Linked DNA regions of Gossypium hirsutum: region 2 is linked to region 1. A link is a contact called in public Hi-C data. All regions are on one chromosome and are shown on one strand. Each heading gives the region's core, a stretch centred on a gene start, on an enhancer-like site or on the middle of the called end of the contact. The rest is flanking DNA. Distances are from core to core; before and after follow the strand shown.

Region 1 (2,969 bases), core at 161-2,660:
ATGTTTCAATTATTATTTGACCCTCAAGTTGTTCGTCAATATCATCCAAAAATAGATGAAAAGGTTAACACATGTTTACGTTACTGGCGTAGCATACATGTGGATGTCACATCAGTAATTAATTGATTTTTAAAATTTAAAAATTAGAAAAATTTTAAAATTTTAAATTATGTAAAAAGTATAAAAAATATTAAAAGTATTTATAATATTTAAAAAATTAATTAATTGCTTACGTGGCATTTAGACCTGATCATGGGTTGGGCCACCCGGCCCGGCCCGAAGGCCTGCTCGAAATGTGGGAGTGTTTGGGCAAAAATATAGGCCCGAAAAATGGGCTTGGACAAAAAATAAGGTCGTTTAAAAACGGGTCGAGCCTCGGGTAAGGCTTTTTTGGCCCGGATCTGGCCTGAATTCACTAAAGGACAAAAAAATCTGCTCTTTTTTTTAATATTATTTTCTTGTTGTTTTCTCCATATTTTTCTACCATTTTGCTATTATGTTGCTACTATTTTGTTGTTATTGTTTGAATATTGTATAAAACTTATTTTATTGTTAATTTTGTTATTATTTTAAAGGCATTTGTTAATTTCGTTATTATTTTAGAGGCATTTGTTTGTTAAGTTGCATTTATATTAGTGTTATTTAATTCTACATATTTTTTAAAATTTATTTTCAATTTTTTGAGAAATTATTATTTTGATATTTTTAGTATTTTTGATGTATTATATATATTTAAAAATTATATAAAAATAATATAAAAATTAATACAGGCGGGCCGGGTCGAGCTCGGATTTTATCATTTTTATCCGAGTCCAGCTTGGGCAAAATTTTAGGCCCATTTTTCAGGCCGAGCCTAATAAATGGACCTGAATTTTTAGTTGAGCCTGGCCTGGCCCGTCCCACAAGCACCTCTACATGGCATACATGTAGATGCTACAATAGCAAATTTAACAAACGTTAATTTTTTATCCATTTAAGAATGATTTAACAAACAATTCAAATAGAAAAATTAAATGAAAAATTAAAATAATTTTTTATAAAATTAGAGGATCAAATAAATCATTATGCATATATTATATTCATACCATGCAATCTTATGCATAATATTACCGTATTTACCTATGTACAAAAAAAAAAGTAACACCATATTAACCTAAGCTAAACTTTTGTTGTTTCCTTCAAATGTGGATGTGGAAAGCTTAAAGCACTGTACAAAAGAAAACCCGAACGCAACAAGAATGATTCCAAATTTCAAGCATAAAATTCATGGGAAGAAGGGGGACAATCTATTTTGAGTTGCACTTGGAAATCCCTGCTCCACCCTTTACCTGAAAGGCACATATCACATGTTCCTACGTGGGGCACATATCACATGTTCCTACTCCCACGTAATCTGCACCTCTTTAATTCGTTGGTAGTTAGTCGGCTCTTGCTATTAAAGTGGTAAAAATCTAGTGGGTAATAGTACGTGTCAGGTTAGGTCACGAATGTCTTTCATGAAAATCGGTCAATCAAATCATCTGTTGGAATAGTGATCCTAATTCGGATTAGCATTATACAATGTTGCTATTAAATTTATTATACTTGGTAGATTCAGAGTAGATGCAGAAATATCTCTTCAAATATTTATTATTGGAATTCGGATTCTTATAATTGTATATCATCCAATAAAGTTTGAATATAAATTGTTTTATTAATTATAATTCATACAAAGTAAATTTTTTATTAGTCTTTTCACATTTGATTCTCTTAAATCTTATTTAGTTTCTCTTAAATAATATTATTTTCTAATCATTAACCTAACTAAATTAGGAGAAAGATTATCAGAATTCCTAAATTTGTGATTATCTACTTTATTTTCACATATACTCTTCGTTGATTACAATTTTTTCCTTTTTGGGTAGAGGAGTCGGAATGTCGTGTTGTGAAGCGTATTTTGGCCACTTATGAATCCGTTACTGGCCAAACTATTAATTTGCAGAAGTCAAGTGTCATGTTCAACTCGAATATTCATTTGGATATTAGGTAGATGGTGCATTCAATTTTGGATGTCTTTGCTCCTATTGATCGAAGTCGTTAATTGGGCCTCCCATCTCTCATTAGGCAGAGTAAGAAGCGGGTGTTCTTTTTCATTCGGGATCGTCTCTGTAAGCACTTTTTTAGTTGGAAGAATCTGTTGCATTCGCCACATGGTAAAGAGGTAGTGCTCAAGACAATTGCCCAAGCTTTACTGGTGTAACAACTTTTACTCATCTCGACCACCAATGGATAGAAAATGTCATTAGAACACTTCAATGACAAAAAATCGTGAATTTATTTAATAAATTAAATATTAAAATATTTTTATAAAATCAGAGAAAATAGATAAAATAAATTTTATAATTTTAGAAGCTTGTTAAAATCATTTTGAATCAAATTATAGGTGTTCAGAAGTGTCTTGGACTATACACAGGTCATGGAAGGCTCACTTTTCATAAAACAATGAAGTAGCATTGTGATGGAGTTGGAAACAAATCTGGTTTGAAAACAATTTTCTCACGGGGAAAAATACAAAATTTGAAAATTGCGCTAGTTTGTGATATTTAAAACAATAAAAATTTCCCAAAAAGTACTTGTGCTGTGTGCGAGATGGATACTTGTCATTCGCGACTTTCAATCGAATAGCCTTCTTCGCTATTCTAGTACCACAAATTACTTCGAGTGTGGGCTTGAACTGACGCGAACTCGGTTACGAGTTGATTCACGATTTAAGTGTCCCGATCGTCTAGATAGGTACTTGCATGAAATTTGGGTGAATTATGGAACAAAGGATAGGTTTCGGATATAACTTGCAAATATAGACAACCAGAAAAGAATCAACGCTATATAACAAAGCGACCCATTTTCTATATTGTTGTTAACACTCGAAAGTTTGGAAAACAATAAAGACCTTGGCCCGCTACCTATAGGGAGATAGGAACCAAAGGTAT
Region 2 (2,969 bases), core at 252-2,751, 130 kb after region 1:
TTTTTTTAGCATATTTAAATAAATTTACCTTGTAGCTTTTCATTTACCAAAATAATAATAATAATAAATAACTTTTTTTCTCATTTTTCATTTATTTTTTTATTTTCAATTTTCAATCTTTTATATAATAACATTATTATTTTTTTAAAATATATTTTTTTTCTCCATTCAGGAAATGAGTACGATGAAATTTTAGTATTCAAATAATGTCAACTGAATATATTTAAAAAAATAAAACTATTCATTATATGTAATGATTAAATGATAAGTATTTATTTTAACAATTCATTAATATGTTGATTGAGTCTTAGTTCTATTGGCATGACATTGTTGTCAGTGCAAAAGAACGTGAGTTCGAATACGCTGAAATATATTTAACCTCCTATTTAAAAGTTAAGGAAAGACTATGAGTAATTCTATACATTATATAAAAAACAATTCATTAATATATCAGTGGAGATGGTACCAATAATAATAGTTGAGGCCCTGGCTCAATAGTATGATTCAAGTCTTGTGAAATTTTAGATCTTATGAGTTCCACCAAACATAAATATTATATGTAAGTTCTCAATCTAGATTTTATTCTAGTTTAAGTACTATCATATTTGAATTTTATCCAAATTTATTTTGATTTAAGTACTCTATGTTTGTTTTTACATTGTAATAATTGATTTTGGTTGTAGGCATAAAGATTTATTTATTGTAACTGTAATTTCCTTTCTCTAATTGTAATTTTAGTTAAAGATGTATTAAGTGTAATTATAATTAAAAACAAAATTATATAAAATTGTTAAATGTTAAATAAAATAAAGATAACATATTTTAAAAGAATTAGAAAACAATATAAATCTAAATAAAATTGGATTAACAATTTACACATTTAAACAAAACTTGAAGCTCGTATATTGAATGGATAAAATTTAGATAAATATGTATTATACTTAAAATCTGTTGGTATCATAAGTCAATCGAGTACAGTTAGAAAAATTTTTAGAGGGCTGAAATTAATTGTAATTTTTACGATAGTAAAAATATAATTTCACCATTTTAATAATCTATATTTTTTAAAATTTTAAAGGATTAAATTAAATTTTTATCATTTTAGGGGGCAAAGTATAATTTTATCTTTGTTAATTTAAAATTTTAAAGAGCCTCAATGAAATTTTTTTCTTTTTAGGAGGGGCCAGGACCCCTGCCAGCCCCCTAACTATGCCCCTGCAATCGAGTACCAATTTTATTGAAAATTGATTAAAAATTATTTCTTTTTATAAAATAAGTTATATAATTATAATAATATTTTTATCTTTTTAAATTTTGACAAATCAATAAATACTCACATATAATGAAATTTTAACTTTAAAACATTAAAAATTTTAAAACGTCAACTTTTATTTTAGTCAAAACTTAATTTAATTTTTATATAATTTTTTAATAAATGTATTTATTTGAACGTGACGTAAATATATAAGGCTAATATTATGGGCAAGTCTAACCAAATCCCCAAGAAATACCCATATATAAGAGCAATCTTTTCCTCTACCCTACGCTAATAATCTTCTCAAATCTGGTTAGTAATTGAGTGAATTCCCATTTCAAACCAATGAAGATTTAATGCAGAGTCGAAGTATCCAGCTGCTTTACATCCAACAAGAACAAATAAATGAAAATGACCCAATTAAATGTTTCCCTTTAACTCACCCACCGGTCATGATTGAAGAACCAATTTATAAACCCCAAAACCCCCATTTCGGAAAACCATAAAATTTCCAACCATAGTTTCAGTTCCATCTCCCAGTAGTCAAGTTTGAAAGCAAACCATGGTTCCCCCCCAACAAGACCATGATCTTGTCTATAACCTTAGGCTCTCATCGGTTGGACCAGGTTGTGTCACCGGTTCGGACGTGGTTCATGACCTAAGCGGCCTGGACTTGACCATGAAACTCCATTACCTCAAAGCGGTCTACTTCTTTTCCAGCCATGCAGTGGAAGGGCTAACTATCATGAACATGAAAGAAGCCATGTTTTACTTGCTTAACGATTACTACATCACCTGTGGGCGGATCAAGCGGTCGGAGTCTTCGGGTCGACCGTACATAAAGTGTAATGACTGCGGCATAAGGTTCGTGGAAGGTGTTTGCGATGAAACTGTGGATGAATGGCTTGAAACTGACGACGATTCTAAGAGGAATTTGCTTGTTTATCATCGAGCCATCGGCCCTGAGTTGTCCTTTTCTCCTTTAGTTTACTTGCAGGTATCCTTTTTCTACCAAAATTCATCTCAACCTTTAAATTAAAATATATATATATATATTTAAATCGGAAAAAAAAACATTTAAGTCGCTTTACTAATACAATATTTACAATATCAACTTACCTAAAGCTCAAAAGGCGATTTTCTTTAAACAATATTAAATCACTTTACGATTATATTAAGATAAAACTAGATTATCTTTGGCTGACTATATGGTGAGAAAAGAAAATTTTTTCCTCTATACTTTATGCTTATAATATTTTTTTTTGGTGGTTATTTTTCTAAAGGAGTAATCATGAATTTCAAGTATTAATCATGAAAAATACCAAAAAGTATCCCTAATTTTGTAATCTATTTAACTGAATTTTTGTCTTTGATTCGTGACACTAAATTTTGCGTACCAAATATACTATATATTTAAAAATATATATTTTCAAAATATTTATATGAAAAAATAAATAAAGTTTTAGTTGAAATGGTAAATTAAATGTTTATGTGTGTATTCTTTTTTATATATAAATTATTAAAAAACTTCAAAATAATATAATTTATTTTGTAAAACAATGATATTTTAGTTATTACTTAATTGAGTTGGTGGTCAAGTACTTATATATAATATAGATTAATAAAAATTTGACAAATAATATGTGAAATCAATACATAATTTTAATTTATATATACATATATATATTCAAAGTTTATAAGTATAAATAAAGTA

What was found. A called contact is a pair of places that touch in the nucleus more often than the background predicts.
Region 2: a contact with region 1 is called in a Hi-C map of leaf, with 1.5 times the contacts expected there. The contact joins the promoter of LOC107903888 here to the enhancer-like site in region 1. A contact is called at or near these places in 7 of 34 Hi-C or Micro-C datasets (anther, callus, leaf and 1 more).

Annotation. Positions count from the first base shown.
Region 1 is chrD05:50,784,566-50,787,534 of Gossypium_hirsutum_v2.1, forward strand. No RefSeq gene overlaps it. Among protein-coding and RNA genes, the nearest start is that of LOC121217052, 11 kb to the left of the region's middle. Within about 2 kb of position 1,411, at least 4 of the 9 cell types and tissues checked have an H3K27ac peak or open chromatin away from gene starts, as enhancers often do. A contact at or near this core is called in leaf, where this site is marked.
Region 2 is chrD05:50,910,745-50,913,713 of Gossypium_hirsutum_v2.1, forward strand. LOC107903888 (protein ECERIFERUM 26-like) reads left to right here and starts at 1,502. Exons shown (of 2, transcript XM_016830069.2): 1 at 1,502-2,252. The coding sequence starts at 1,818.